Regions from separate parts of the Mus musculus genome. Here region 2 is linked to region 1. A link is a contact called in public HiChIP or PLAC-seq data. All regions are on one chromosome and are shown on one strand. The core of a region is the stretch at or near the end of the contact, and the rest is flanking DNA. Distances in the headings are between cores, read along the strand shown. Region 1 has its middle 12 kb from the start of Izumo2. Region 2 overlaps Tsks (testis-specific serine kinase substrate).

Region 1 (7,494 bases), core at 1,745-4,244:
AACCTGAACCTCATGCTTTCCCAGCTGGGCTGAAAGGAACAAGGTCCAGGGACCCTCGTGTCTCCTCTGGCTACAGTCCAGGGACCCTCGTGTCCCCTCTGGCTACAGTCCAGGGACCCTCGTGTCCCCTCTGGCTACAGTCCAGGGACCCTCGTGTCCCCTCTGGCTACAGTCCAGGGACCCTCGTGTCCCCTCTGGCTACAGTCCAGGGACCCTCGTGTCCCCTCTGGCTACAGCACTAGGACTCAGGCTACTTGGCCAGTTACACAGCGATGCAGGCTGAGCTCTGGCCCTCATGTGTCTCTCGCAGCATCTCCCAAATGCTAAGCTCTCTCTCCAGCAAGCCACAACATCTAAAAACCTTTTTTACACTGGGCATCGGCGGCGCACACCTTTAGTCCCAGCACTTGGGAGGCAGAGGCAGGCGGATCTCTGAGTTCCAGATCAGCCTGGTCTTCAGAGTGAGTTCCAGAACATCCAAGGCTACACAGAGAAACCCTGTCTCTGTGTGAGGCTCTAAACAAACAAATAAACAAATTAAACCAAAAACTAAAACCCAACAAACACAGCAACAACCTACAAAATCTTTGTTTGTTTGTTTTTCGAGACAGGGTTTCTCTGTGTAGCCCTGGCTGTCCTGGAGCTCACAATGTAGACCAGGCTGGTCTCAAACTCAGAAATTCGCCTGCCTCTGCCTCCCAAGTGCTGGGATTAAAGGCATGCCCCTCCATGCCCTGCTAACCCCTCCCCCCTTTTAACATTTAAAAAAAAGTGTGTGTGTGTGTCTAGATGGGGGGGGGGGGTCATGTGTGGTGCCATACAGCAAATGTTCAGGTCAGAAGACAACTTACAGGAGCTAGTTTGTTCCTTGAGGGCTCCAAGACTTGAACTCATGTCACCAAACCTGGTGACACACTCCTTTACCCAATGAGCCATCTTCCCAATTCCCAGATCATTTTTAATGATGTTCCTAGCTGCCATGTGCTGACAGTGTTCCCACCACCTTGGAGATTTCTTGGTTGTGGGGGTCTTTGTGACAACTACACCCAGTAAAGTAACAGTCCACGGAGGTAAGAAAGCACAACTCAGTAGCTGCTATTGGGTCAAATTTCGGGGCTCTCACCTTAAGTCGTTCCTTATAAGCATATTTAAATACAGTGAAATTTAGTGAAGAATTTCCTGGTGATAAATAACTCCTTCACATGTGCACAATAAAGCTTAGGGCATGACTACATCAGAACTCTTTTGTAATGAGTAATAGGAACAGCAGGGCAACCTTTATGTAAATGTCCGGGCCTGCAGCCGCAGAAGCATCTCCTGCAGGAGGACCTAATTGAGGACTGCCTGACCAAGGATTGCTGACATAGACAATGCCAGCCAATCAGGAACTGCTGTTTAGACGAGATGCTTTCTTGAGACCAATGTGTCTTGGGTGGAGGGTGTTAAAGGAGCTTGCAGCAGTGTTCAGGTGAGCTTGCCTCCAAAGTCTGTGTCCTTGACTCTCAGCCACCTCACCTCCAACCCCCAAGGGGAGGTAGGGTCAGGGGTCGAGTAGCCCAGGGCAGGCACAGGCAGCAGTGAAATATATGTGACACCTTCCATAAAGATATTCTATAGATTAACAGAGAAAACAAGCTCACATCAGGGTCTGGGGGAGAATCCGGTGTAGTCTCAGCCACTCGGCTAGTGTAGAGGTCACCAGGCTGCTAATCATATCCATTCCCAGTGTCCCTTTGAAGGGACAGCCCCCTGTTTCTCATTCCTGGCTTCTCTGGTGCTTTTCTGTGAGCACAAGGGTCTCTGCCTCCCTGGCTGAGCACACCTGGCAGTTTCATCCAGGGACCTGCAGGGATGGAAATACAGGCTGCTTCCTGCAGGTGACAGGAGGCTCCTGTGCAACGAACTGCCCTGAGGGAGACCCTGACTCATGGGTACCTGGAAAGTGCATGCACACAGCTGATGCGCACAGCTGTTTTGGGGGTTGTTTCACTATTTTTTTTTTCTTTTGAGACAGGGTTTCTCTGTGTAGCCCTGGCTGTCCTGGAACTCACTCTATAGACCAGGCTGGCCTCGAACTCAGAGATCCACCTGCCTCTACCTCCTGAGTGCTGGGATTAAAAGTAAGTAGTATGCCACTACTGCCTGGCTTTTGTTTTATTTTTCAGTTATCAGGAAAAAATGGGTTGCATTATGGTATCTGCACGCACACGTCACTGTTACTTTGCTGAGTCACCCCTCATGACCCTCCCACAGACAGTTCCTTCCCGACTTGTCCTCCCTTTTCTGTTGACACAGGGTCTTTTTCTGTAGCCCAGATTGGCCTGAAACTCGTGGCAATCCTCTTGCCGCAGCCTTCAAAGAGCTTTCTGTCTTCATTTCGCCTGTCTTCTCTTTTTGCCTTTTGTTGTTGTTGCTGTTGTTAAAACGGAGTCTAGTACCCGAGGCCAACCTAGAACTGTCTTTGTAGCCAAAGATGACCTTAAACATCCCAGAATCACACCCTGTTTATTATATAGAGTTGAACAGGGGGGCAGGATTGTTGCATACAGCTGGGCCAGGGGTCAGGTTTGACCGTCTCCGTAGGCGTGATCTCTGCAGGGCACAGTCTTCAGGTTGCAAATATCCAAGGAAAGAAAGCTATGGTAGACACTTTCTGCACACACCATCCATCAACACTGGCGTCCAATCCCCAGAGGAAGGATTTGCGGTTTCCCTCTGAGCCTCACCCTGGGTCTGGGGAACGCTTTGCCATTGGCTCGGGGAGGGGAGGGGGGGGTCCTTAACATGGCCACGCCTATATCGATAACACCCGCCCACTCAAGGGCTTCCCCTGCTCCCTAAAGCCCAGTGTTTGGCACCTACAGGAGGTGGACCCGAGCGATGGTGGAATATAGTTCCCTGGCACCAGGCCGCGCGTCTGCTGTAACCCTCTCTCCTTGCTGGGCTGCAGGCCAAGCTCCTCTAACCGTCCCACATTCCTTCCTGCCTGCCTCACACCACCGGCAAATGCCTTTAGTGTCATGTTGCCCTGACCCTGCACCTGCCTCTGTCTCTAGCTGGGTCCCAGGGAGACTGACTTCATTCTGGCCTCAAAAGGGATGAACGCGAGAGGCTGCTGTGTGGATCGAGTGTGGAAAAGCTGGCCTTCATTCCGGCAGCCCACAAGGTATTCTATGACTCGACGTTCTGTGGCCAAGAGTCTGAGAGGTTTGTAAAGGCCAGTACACACTCTGGGAACTGAAACATAAACAGGAGAGATGCAGAGATGCAGGGAACAGGACTTGTTTGCATCCTTGCCCAGGAGCTGAGGAGGGAACCGGGAGCTCTCAGTCTCTCCTACTGAGCCAATCCCCAGCCCCTCGCAGTGGGATTCTAGGTCTGGCCAAGGTAACTACAGCTGAGCTATGCCTTTTACCACAGTCTGGGAGTGTAGATCAAAGCAGGACCCTGGTTTTGGGTCATGGCCTTCCTTGTCTCTTGCTCACTTCTGCTTATGCCAGGCTGGCTGGCTTGTAAGCTTCAAGTAGTTCCTGTCTCCACCCCAATTCTCCCAGGAGAGCCACCCTGCGATTACAGCTGTGAGAGCCCCCCACTGCATCCGATTTATATGAGGGTTGTAGGGACCTGAACTGATGTCATCACATTTGTGATGCAACCTACTGCACCATTCCCCAGCCTCCCTCCCTCCCTCCCTCCCTCCCTCCCTCCCTCCCTCCCTCCCTCTTTCTTTCATGTGTGTGCCACAATATGTCTGTGGAAGTCAGAGGACAGCTTGTAGAAGTCGGATTCTCCCTCCATTGTGGGCATCTTTACACGGCCGTCATTTTGTTTCCTCTTTTTCTTTCCTTTCTTCCTATTTTTGAATCAGTGTTTCACTATGAATCCCTGACTGGCCTGGATGGAGCTCATTATGTAGACCAGGCTGGTCTTGAGCTTACAGAGATCTGCCTGCCTCTGCCACCACCAAAATACTGGGATTAAAGGGGTAGATCACCTATCTTACCCATCCTCATTTTTTTTTTTTACTTAACAAAAGTTTCTTTTTAAGTATGTGAGTAGTCTGTCGCTGTCTTCAGACACATTAGAAATGTGCATCAAGATGGTTGTGAGCCACCATGTGGTTGTTGGGAATTGAACTCAGGGACTTCTGTAAGAGTAGCCAGTGCTCTTAACCACTGAGCCATCTCTCCAGCCCCTTGACAAGAGTTTTTATTAGCACACATTAGTCATCTGTAACCCTGGGTCTCATGATGACACCTCTGCACATGTATGCAGTGCAGTGTGGCCGTGGCCACTCTCATTTCCCTCTCTTCTCCTCCTTGAACTCCATGGATCTTCTTCCTTTCCCAGAGAGGCCACCTGCTACTCTCACGTCCTTGTTATTTCTTGGAGACCCAGAGAGTCTAATTCTTCTAGGAGCATGGGTGAGGGGTTAATTGAGGGCACCTGGGCACCCTGGGGTGGCTGCACCACTGAGGAAATGTCTCTCCCCTGCCAGCAACCATTGCCTGTTGCAGAGACCTGAGCTAGAGGTGGGCCTTGTGAGTTCTCTGTGTTGTAGGTGGTCTGAGACAGAGTCTCATACTGTAGCTCAAGCCAACTTGGAACTCCCTGCATAACCCAGGCTGGCATCAGAGTTGTGGCAATCTTCCTGCCTCAGCCTCCCACAGACTGGGATGACAGGTGTGGGCCCCATTCCTGGACACTCTTCTGAAGGCTGAAGACTTCGCTTCTGTGTGCCTATAGCCATGTCTCCCATCTAGGCCAGCTCTGCAGCTTTGGGTGTGGCGCTTATTCTGGGTGCGTGTGTGTTCTACTTCACAGTATCCAGGCCTTGAAACCACAACAGTTTACTGGCTGGAGCACATGGGCCCGGGAGTGATCAAAGGCCTTGGCCAGCTCTTAGACATTTCACCCCTACTTCTGATAGGGACAGGAGGCCATGCCCTAGTCACCCATCCCTACTGTGAGGCATCACCCCAGCCTTGGGGTCACAGTGACACATTCCTTTCCTGGGCTGGGCTGTGTGGCCAAAGGTTTCTGAGAAGATTAAATAATGTGTTTAAAGGCATGGTCTGGTGCAGTCACCGCTCAGAAAGCATTTGTGCTTAAGGTGGCATGGGTGTGTCTGAGAGAAAAAGGAAGGTCATGACTACTAGGTATGGCTGTCGGAGGAGAAGGCCTATTGTAGCTAAAAGGAGAGCGTAGCCAGAGGCAGAGACCAGAGTGAATAAGACCCTGAGCCTTGTGGGGAGAGGGTAAAGGAAGAGAGGGGAGCGCTGCCCATCAAGAGGGGTGGCCTGGGCCAAGAGACCAGGAGGGTAAAGTAGGCAAAAAGACCATGTACCCCAAATGGCTGGATTATATAGAGAAGGGCAGTCCAGTCCCTGAGTTGGGGAAGTTTAGGGGTGGGGTGGGGTGGGGTGGGGTATGCCAACCAGAAGGACCCTGTATCACACTGGTTCTCAACCTGTGAGGTCACAGCATCCTTGGGAGTCAAATCACATATCGCAGGGGTCACATATCAGATAACCTGCATATAAAGATATTTACATTATGATTCATAGCAGTAGCAAAATTATAGCTATGGAGTAGCAGCGAAGATAATTTTAGAGTTGAGTATTACCACAACATGAGGAACTGCATTTGAGGGCCGTGGCATTAGGAAGGTTAAGAATCACTGCTGTAACAGGTAGGGACTGAGGGATGCTGGGAGAACCTTGGTGCAGGTTTGATTATGTTAAGCATGCACATCAGCCATTTGTCTAGGGTCTGAGACCCAACAGTATCCATGGAAGGTGGGGGTGTGGGGGGGGGGGGTGGGAAGCATCAAGGTGGTTTCTGCCTGTCCCTTAAATAGGGGCATCTGATTGGGACTCTTGGTCCAAATTCTCTGCATCTTTATCTTTGTCTGTTCCTTGCTTTCTCTGCCTCGTTGGGCTCTCTTTCTCTCTTCCTCTCTTCCTCTCTCTTTCTTTTTCCCTTTCCCTCTGTCCCTCCCTTCCTTGTATGTGTGCATGTCTCTGTCTGTCTGTTTGTGCACTCTCTCTCTAGTTTTCTGTTCCTCCCTCTCTGCCTTCCAAGATGAGTCATGACCTTGTCCCCAACTCACAGATGAGCACACTGAGGCACAGAGAAAGCAGTAAACATCCTTGGAATCAGTCAATCAGGGCAGCACCTGTCTTGAACCCAGCAGCTGGGTCTGAGCTAAGTAGCATCCCTTGGTCTGACACCCCGCACCCCCCCATACATTCTTCAGGTTAACAGCCTCAGGGTTGCTGTGTTTGCGGGGTGGAGTTACCAGTCGAATCCTGTGTCCTGCAGGCTGTTAAACTTGTCCCCAGACTCCTCCCCTAAATGCTGGAACATTCCAGTGAAATCCCAAGTACTTAGGTTAACCCGTGTTCCTCCCTCCCCCCTCCCTTTTCCACCTGGTCTCCTGGCTCATAGGTGGCCTTTGACCCCCCTCTTCCAAGATAACAGGCAGATAAGGCACTGTACAGTCCAGTGAGAACTTCTAGTCTTGCTTTCGAGTTTTCTCCTTTGGCCTTGAGAAAGAAGTCACGCTCACATGTCCCAAGTGAGTACTCTCAGGAGACGGTACTGCATTTACTAGCAGGTAGAGAAACTGGCTTGGTGAGTCAAGCCTGGGGCAGGAGGATTGCTTCAAGTTCAAGACCCTCTTGGGCTATATAGAGCTAGATCCCATTTCAAAAAACTTGAACCAAACAAGGCTGGCAATTGGTGTTAGACCTGGGGGAGGAGGGGGGGGGGCTGGCATTTCCATGACTGTGTGATTAAGCAAGCTTTATTCAGAGGTGCACAGGGACTGGCCAGACGGCTGCCTCACCCTAAGGATACATTAGGTTCAGGAAACAAACCGTTCTTGGAAGTTGTGGAGACTTAACGCTGTGCAACAATGTATAACACTGTATAACAATGTGGCTCCTGCTTTGGGTTCACAGTAGCTCAGTTTGTAGAGTGACTGACTGACTGCCTAGCATGCAGGAAGCCTGGGCTTTAGTCCCCGCAATAGAGAACAAACTAGTAATGGTAGAGGCAGGAGAATCTGTAGGCTATCCTTGGCCACATAGTGAGCTTGAGGCCAGCCTGGACCAGGTGAAACCCTGTCTCAAAATAATAACAGCCTTGGGATGGTGGTACACACGGTTAATCCAAGGAGCAAACCAAAATAGCAATAATAAGAGTATAATAGGAAAACCTAATGGGGGGGGGGGGCGACCTCCAATGCCCACAGCCATTGCTTATCATACAGAGAACAGAATGACTTAAAAAACATCACTGCCAATTCCAAGTGTTGGCAAGGATACAGAGCAACAGGAATTCCAGTCCTTCAAGACTAAAAAAGTAGCTGGGTAATGGTGATGCATGTCTTTATCCTAGCACTCGGAGGCAGATGCAGGCACATCTCCCAGTTCAAGGCCAGCCTGCTCTACAGAGCTAGTTTCAGGGCATCCAGGGCTACACACAGAT
Region 2 (7,494 bases), core at 2,374-4,873, 250 kb before region 1:
AACCACTCTGTGGTGGCTGCCTGAAAATTGAACTCGGGACCTCTGGAAGAGCAGCCAGTGCTGGCATCTCTCCGGCCTATTTTACTTTATTTTAATCTATGCATATGAGTGTGTGGATGTGTGGCTATGTGCCTGCGGAGCCCAGTGGAATTGGATTCCCCCCGAGCTGGAGTCATAAGTTGTGAGTCACCTGATGTCAGTGCTGGGAATTGAACTCAGGACCTCTGAAAGTGTAGTGTGAGCTCTTAACCACCTGAGCCGGCTCTCCAGCCTCTTGTGTTTCTAGGATGATATTGTATTTTTGTGTATGTGTGATGGAATGCCACCTGTGTACAGACGGGTGGTGTTGGTGGCAGTTGTGAACCACCATGTGTGGGAGCTGGGAATGGACCTGTGTCCTCTGGAAGAGCAGCCAGCCCTCTTAGCCACCGAGTCATCTCTCCAGCCCTCTCCACCACATTTTTAATTATTATTGTGTGAGAGAATGTGGGCACCTAAGTGTGGAGGCTGGAGGACAACTATCAGGAATGGATTCCCTCTCCTCCCACGCTGGGATACAGAGGTTGTAAGTTTGTCCGGCTGTCAGAACACTTTTATCCACTGAGCCAACTTTCTTTTTTGGGGGGTGGGGGGGTTCGAGACAGGGTTTCTCTGTATAGCCCTGGCTGTTCTGGAACTCACTTTGTAGACCAGGCTGGCCTCGAACTCAGAAATCTGCCTGCCTCTGCCTCCCGAGTACGAGTGCTGGGACTAAAGGCGTTTGCCATCATGCCCGGCCTTCTACCTTATTTTTTAAGACAGTCTCTCTTAGCCGGTCGTGGTGGTGCATGCCTTCAATCCCAGCACTCGGAAGGCAGAGGCAGGTGGATTTCTGAGTTCAAGGCCAGCCTGGTCTACAAAGTGAGTTCCAGGACAGCCAGGGCTATACAGAGAAACCCTGTCTCAAAAAATCAAAAAACAAACAACAACAACAACAAAAAGAGTCTCTCTCTCTTTTTTTTTTTTGGACAGGAGTTCCTTGATTCAGCTAGACTGACCAGTACAAACACTTTCCTAACTGTGCCCCTGGTGTTATGTTGCAGAGAACCCAGCCTTCCCACAGTGTGCTGGAAATGCACCAAGTTTCAAATACCAGTGCATCTAATCTTTGCTCTCCACAAGAAGCCAATTCTTACCATGTGGGAAGGGTGGAAAAGTTGTTCCCACAATGCAACCGGGCTCTCATTCTGCATCCCACGGGAATCCATCTCTCACAATGACAATGTGTGATCACACATGTCCTAAATGTGATCTGCAATGTAGGCATTACCCCTCCCCATACCTGGCACAGCGCGCACAGGGGCCTTGGGCAGACCGATCCAAGTTCAAGACATGGTCAGCTCCCCTCCGGGAGTTCTGAAGTTGCCGTCCCAGCTCCTCCAGAATGGGTTTTACTGGGCCCAGTGCCTCCAGTTCACTCCTCAGTGAGGCGACAGACACTGCTGACCTCTCCACCCTGAGGCAGGAGAGCAACCAATGTGGATAACTTGCAATATTCAGTATTATCCCAGCACCGGAAAGTCCTCCTCTTAATACTATAGACCTGCACGGCCTGGCTTGGATGGGTCTGTCTAACTCCACTGGGGATAGAAGCCAGAGCTTCTGCTAGGCAAATGCCGAGCCAAGCTCCCATTCCCTACGGGTGGATCTCAAGCAGGGACTCAGCTTCAAAGCTAAGCCCTTAACCCATAGCAGGGGTTGAGCCACACTGCCAGCCTCTCACTGGGTCACTTAGCCCACTGCTCAAGCCTTTTCCCTCAAGGATCCACCCTCCGATTACTTCTTTCCCATGGAGCCCACATCCCTTCAGCACCTGCTGAGCCCTTACATAGTGCACAACTCATCTGCTCGTCCTCGCAGCTCCTGCAAGCCCCTTGCGGACTGTGCCTGTTCCCGCTGCGCCCGCTCCCACTGGCCCAGGAAGCCATCCAGACGGCCGCCAAGGCCTCCCAGCAACCTCAGGGCCTCCTGCACTGCCCCCTCCTCCTGATGCCACCGGGCTGCCAGCGAGGACACCTCCCTCCTGCGAGGATCAGAAGGGAAGAAAGGGTTGGGTATAAGAGTTGACTATGCATGCTATCGTCGACCTCGCCCCAAATAGATCACCAACATTTTTTTCTTTACTTTTTTTGTTTTGGGTTTTTTTTTTTCTTTTCTTTTCTTTCTTTCTTTCTTTCTTTTTTTTTTTTTTTTTTTTTTTTTTTTTTTTTTTTTTGAGACAGGGTTTCTCTGTGTAGCCTTGGCTGTCCTGGAACTCACTCTGTAGACCAGGCTGACCTCGAACTCAGAAATTCACCTGCCTCTGCCTCCCAAGTGGGACCCACCTGGCCTTGTTTTGGTTTTTAAGACAGGGTCTGTTGCCGGTTGGTGGTGAGTGACACCTTTAATCCTAGCACTTGGGAGGCAGAGGCAGGCAGACCTCTGTGAGTTTGAGGGCCAGCCTGATCTACAGAGTGAGTTCCAGGACAGCCAGGGCTGCACAGATAAATCCTGTCTCGAAAACAAACAAAAAAGACATTCTTGTTTATTGTAGTCCAGGTTGTGCTGGCATTCTCTTTGTAGACTAGGCTGGCATCGAACTCACAAAGATCCTTCAGCCTCTGTCTCCCAGTGCTGGTATTAAAAGAATGCACCACTTTGCGTCCCCCACCCCACCTCTTTTCCTTTTTTGAGTGTACGAAGTTAGCCCGGTACCACCTATGCTATCACCCAATCCTCATCTAGGTTCTGCTTCTGTGCTCACACGTTTAGCTCCCCTAAGCCCCGCCCACATCAAGCTCTTCCAATTCTCATCCACCACTACCCCTCAAGGATTTACTCTGTCCGGTCCACCCAACCGCAAACAAACCCCGCCCACGCAGGCTCCAAGCTCCTCCTAGCTCCCGCCCTTTGTTCCACCTACGGCCTGATCCACCAATTTCCTTCAGTCCCGCCCACCTCAGCTCCTCCAGGCCGGTGGAGACCTTCTGCAACTCCTGCTCGCTCAGCGAGGGTCCCTCCCCTGTGCGGACTGCCATGCCCCAGCCACTGGAGGACAGGCCTCGCTGCCGCGGGGGTTCCTCGGGGCTGCCAGGAGGACCCGAGCAGCCCTGAATGGGAGTGGCAGGGCTCAGACCATGTCGGGAGAGGCCAGCCTCCAGTTTTTGCTCCAACTCCTGCAACTCGGCCTCCTGTCTCCGGGGCGTCTCATCCTGCAGTTGCTGCTGGAGGTATCTTAGCTTCTCCTGAGCAAGGGAGGGCAACGAATCAAGGTGTTCGGCACCTTACCACCTGCAGCTAACTACACCCCATGGATCCCCGAGATTGCAAAGTAGTGTAGAGAGAGGATAGTTGGGAAGTACGCGTGCAGTGTAACTGAACTCCTGCTTGTCTTTAGGAGAGGAGATAACATTTACTCTAAACTCTGTAGTGGCAGGCAACCTATCACTCCCTTCTCCTGCCCTGCCTGCCTAAAATCAGCCCCTGCCTCTTAGGGACCGCGACAAGCTTTCTCGGCGTTCCGTTGGAAAGTGAGCTAGCAGCAAGTCTTCATTCTAGACTAGACCCGGCCTACCCAGTCGTTTCAGGCTACACCCTTGAATAACTAAGCTTCCTCAGGCTCCACCCTGGTCCCACCCAGCGAGCCCTTTTGGCTCCTCCCGTGGGATGGGCCCCTCCTTCCCCTGAGAGCCAACTCCTTCAGCCAGGTCCCAAACCCTCCTCAGTTCACTGAAGGCTCTGGAGCCTCTACACCCCTGTCCTTGTCCACCATAGCTCCTCCAACCTCCATCCCGAGACTCCACCCAAACTTCTCACTAGTTTGGGACCCTCCACACCCTCGTACCTCCAGCAAGGCAGAGTTCTGCTTCAGGACATTGGTTTTGATTTCAGCGTCTTCCACTGAACGGGTCACCTTGCGGCAGTTCTCCTGGGTCAGGACATCAGGGCGGGGGCCCTGCCTTCCCATTCCGGTTCTGCCCCCCACCTTCAGCCTCTTTTTTTGCATCGCACCTGCCCTATGTAGGACGCACCCACTTCCCAACCAAGCTTCCTTCCTAACCAAGCCCGTACTGCAGTACCCCTTTGACCATCCCGCTTCTCCTGTGCTCTTTTTGTTTTAAATTTAAAAATTCAATAGATTTTTTTTTTTTTTGAAAACGTCTTATGAGCCGGGAGGTGATGGTGGCGGCGGCCGCGGCGCGCATGCCTTTAATCCCAGCACTTGGGAGGCAGACGCAGGCGGATTTATGAATTTGAGACCAGCCTGGTCTCCAGAGTTAGTTCCAGGACAGCCAGGGTTATAAAGAGAAACCCTGTCTTGAAAAAAAAAATCTTATATGAATGGGTATTTTGCCTGTGTATATGAATATACATATGTATATGTGCAACAGCGCAGGCAGTGCCCATGAAGGCCAGAAGAGAGTGACATTTTTTGATAGCCACGAGAGGGTCTCATGTACCCCGGTTTCCAAGTCGTTATATAGCTGAAAAGAATCTTGTACTTCCAAGTTCTGAGATCAAAGGTGTGCTACCACACTCAAGCCTGAACCCGGGGTTTCCTGAATGCTAGGCAAAGCCCTCTGCCCACTGAGCCACATCCCAAGCCCTCCACGGTCCCCGCTTTTCTCATCACTTTCTCCCCAAGCCATTCCTTCCACAGCGGCTCACCTTCAACTGACTGCAGTACCCCTCCAACTCTTCTGCCTCCTGCCGTCTTCTTTCCAGATTCTCACTCAGCACAGAGCACTCGCTCTTGACCATGGAAGGGAGACAGGGTTACACAAAGGCGGGGTTAAAGCTTATACAGGGGAGCAGGCTCTTAGCTTCCGGAGGGCCGGCACAATGGAGAAAGGTGGCTACAAAGACGAGAACTTAGTTCTGGAGGAAGAGGCCACAGGGATCCTTAAGTATCATACCTGCAGAGTCTGAACGTGCTGATTAACCCGCGTGGTCTTTTCCTTCAAGCTGGTGATGGAGTCTTTGGCACGTACCAATCCACTGTTGACCCCACTCTGGTGAAGAACAGAAGACATGTATAGTTCAATACCAAGAACATTCTAGAGGCAGCAAGGGTGTATTTTCAGTTTGGTTTTGCTCTGGATGGGCATGTGGCTTTGGGCAAAGGGTGACATCCTTGAATTGAGTTCCCTTGTTTGGTAAAGCTAGAAGTAGACTAATATTCTTCACAGTGTGCTGGGACAAGAGGGGAAGACAGTTTCAGAAAAATGCCTAGAATCCCCCAGTCAGAGGAGAGGATGTGGCTCAGTGGTAGAGACACTACCTAGAACGCCCCAGTGAGGGGCTGGGGTGTGACTCAGTGACAGAGTACTTGCCAGTGTGCACAAGACCGCGGATTCCAGCCACAAATGTGTACCCCCAAAAATCCCTCCTTTTCTGTCTCCCCACTCTCTGAAGTATAAAACTGACAACATCTTGGATCGTCAGGTAGAGACCATGAGATCTCACCATGTAGCTGTGGCTGGCCTGGAACCCATAGAGTTCAGTGTGCCTCTACCTCCTGAGTGCTAGAATTAAAGGCCAGTGCCACCACGCCTGCTTCCTGTGCTCAGTTGTTACCAGCTGCTCTGAGACTAGGCTGCGGCTTGTGCCCTGTGCACTCTTCTCTGTCTTTGTGCTATAGCAGTGAGATTTGTTACATAACCACTGGCATTTATCCTCGTTTCTCAGTGAGATAAAGACTTTAAATTAGAGTGCCTCTGCAGCTAGCTGAGCCCATGTGGCCATGACAGGTGGGTGGGCGACGTGGATGGGCCGTATGGTGTGGACACTGCATGGTGTGTTGAAAGGACAGGCATGGCTTCCTCCCCTTCCTCTTCCTCCTGTTCCTCAGCTTCTGCTTCCTTTTCCTCGTCCCCTTTCTCTCCTGATTTTTATCTTTACTTTCTTTCTCTCTTAATTTTTTAAAGGGATCTGACTGTAACCCATTCATGAAATGATGGACTGAACAATCCTGGAGATGCCCCCGCCTCAGCTCCTTATGTATTGGCATCACTGACTAGAGCTCTGCACCTGTTCTCCCTACCTTTTGAGACAGTCTTACCCCATCTGTGGTGGCGCACACCTTTAATCCCAGCACTCCTGAAGCAGAGGCAGGTGGATCTCTATGAGTTTGAGGCCAGCCTGGTCTACAGAGTGAGTTCCAGGACTGCCAGAGCTACACATAGAGACTCTACCCTGCCTTAAGTATCAGCTCCTCTTCCAGAGGTCCTGAGTTCAATTCCCAGCTAAAAGTGGCTCATAACCTTTTATAATGAGATCCGGTATCCTCTTCTGGCATGAAGACATACAGGCAGAACACTATAGACCTTATAAATAAATCTTTTTTTGTTGTTTTGTTTTTTTGAGACAGGGTTTCTCTGTATAGCCCTGACTGTCCTGGACTCATTCTGTAAACCAGGCTGGACTCAAACTCAGAAATCTGCCTGCCTCTGCCTCCCGAGTGCTGGGATCAAAGGTGTGCGCCACCACCACCCAGCTAAATAAATCTTTTTAAAAAGAGAAAGAAAGAAAAAGAAAAACCAAAACAAAACTATCATAATTAAAAACAAGCTTCCTTGACTGTAAAATGAAGAAAATACATTTCTTTCGTGATTACTGTGAACATATGTTGTTCTAAGGTCTGTCAGTGTGCCTAAGGCTAGGCGTGTGACACACACCTTTAATCCCAGAACTCAGGAGGCAGAAGCAGGTGGATCTCTGTGAACTAGAGGCTAGCCTGGTCTACAGAGTGAGCTCCAGGGCTTCCAAAGTTACATATTGAGATATTTTGGCAGGGACAAGGGGGTGTTCAGACAGGGTTTCTCTGTGTAGCCCCCTGGCTGTCCTGGAACTTGCTCTACAGACAGACTGGCCTCGAGCTCAGAGATCAGGATCAGGAGTTCAAGGTCATCCTTGGCTACAAAGAGAGTTTGAAACCAATTAGGATGCATGAGGCTCTGTCTGAAAAAATAAATCAAGGGCCACAATACAGCAAAAGTGGCAATGGTGGCACATGCCTGTGGCTTTGGCGCATAGGAGACTGAGCAGAGAGGACCGTGTGCCAGTCTGGTCTCTATACTGAGATCTCTACCCCAAAATAAAGTAATGAAGATGGCATAGGGTATCCAGGAAGGACTAAGGAGCCACCACAGAATGGGATAAGTGTGTCAGTGTGTCCTTAGCAGGGGAGACCCTGAGGGTGACGGCTGTCATTCATCTCGTGACCACCCAAGACCAACACCATCTCCGCACAGCATTTCTGCCTCCAGGGAAGTTAGGAGTAAACACTGACGATAACCGACGATGACTGGTCACCATGGCCCTCTGGGGCTCTGCTGTCTGTCTCTCTGGGTCTTGGTCCCCGTCCTCCTCTCTCTCTCTCTCTCTCTCTCTCTCCCTCTCCTCTTTGCAGTTCGCTTGCATACTGGGTACCTCCCTCATTACTCCACCCCAACCCCTAATGTGGTCACAGGTTCC

The links. HiChIP or PLAC-seq counts read pairs in DNA pulled down with a chosen protein or histone mark.
Region 2: an HNF4G HiChIP or PLAC-seq map of pancreatic cancer cells shows a contact between it and region 1. The contact joins two enhancer-like sites. A contact is called at or near these places in 2 of 39 promoter capture datasets (cranial neural crest and pre-B cells), 2 of 15 datasets of contacts at CTCF or cohesin (both in embryonic stem cells), 11 of 484 Hi-C or Micro-C datasets (embryonic stem cells, erythroblasts and reprogramming fibroblasts), 13 of 115 datasets of contacts at active chromatin or transcription factors (embryonic stem cells and pancreatic cancer cells) and 1 of 9 other capture datasets (liver).

What each region holds. Positions count from the first base shown.
Region 1 is chr7:44,692,896-44,700,389 of GRCm38.p6, reverse strand. No RefSeq gene overlaps it. Among named protein-coding and RNA genes, the nearest start is that of Izumo2, 12 kb to the left of the region's middle. Within about 2 kb of position 2,994, at least 131 of the 459 cell types and tissues checked have an H3K27ac peak or open chromatin away from gene starts, as enhancers often do. A contact at or near this core is called in pancreatic cancer cells, where this site is marked.
Region 2 is chr7:44,948,315-44,955,808 of GRCm38.p6, reverse strand. It overlaps Tsks (testis-specific serine kinase substrate), which reads right to left. Exons shown (of 11, transcript NM_011651.2): 3 at 4,935-5,030; 4 at 4,687-4,770; 5 at 3,863-3,973; 6 at 2,977-3,263; 7 at 1,868-2,062; 8 at 1,322-1,495. Among named protein-coding and RNA genes, the nearest start is that of Tsks, 8.8 kb to the right of the region's middle. Within about 2 kb of position 3,623, at least 261 of the 459 cell types and tissues checked have an H3K27ac peak or open chromatin away from gene starts, as enhancers often do. A contact at or near this core is called in pancreatic cancer cells, where this site is marked.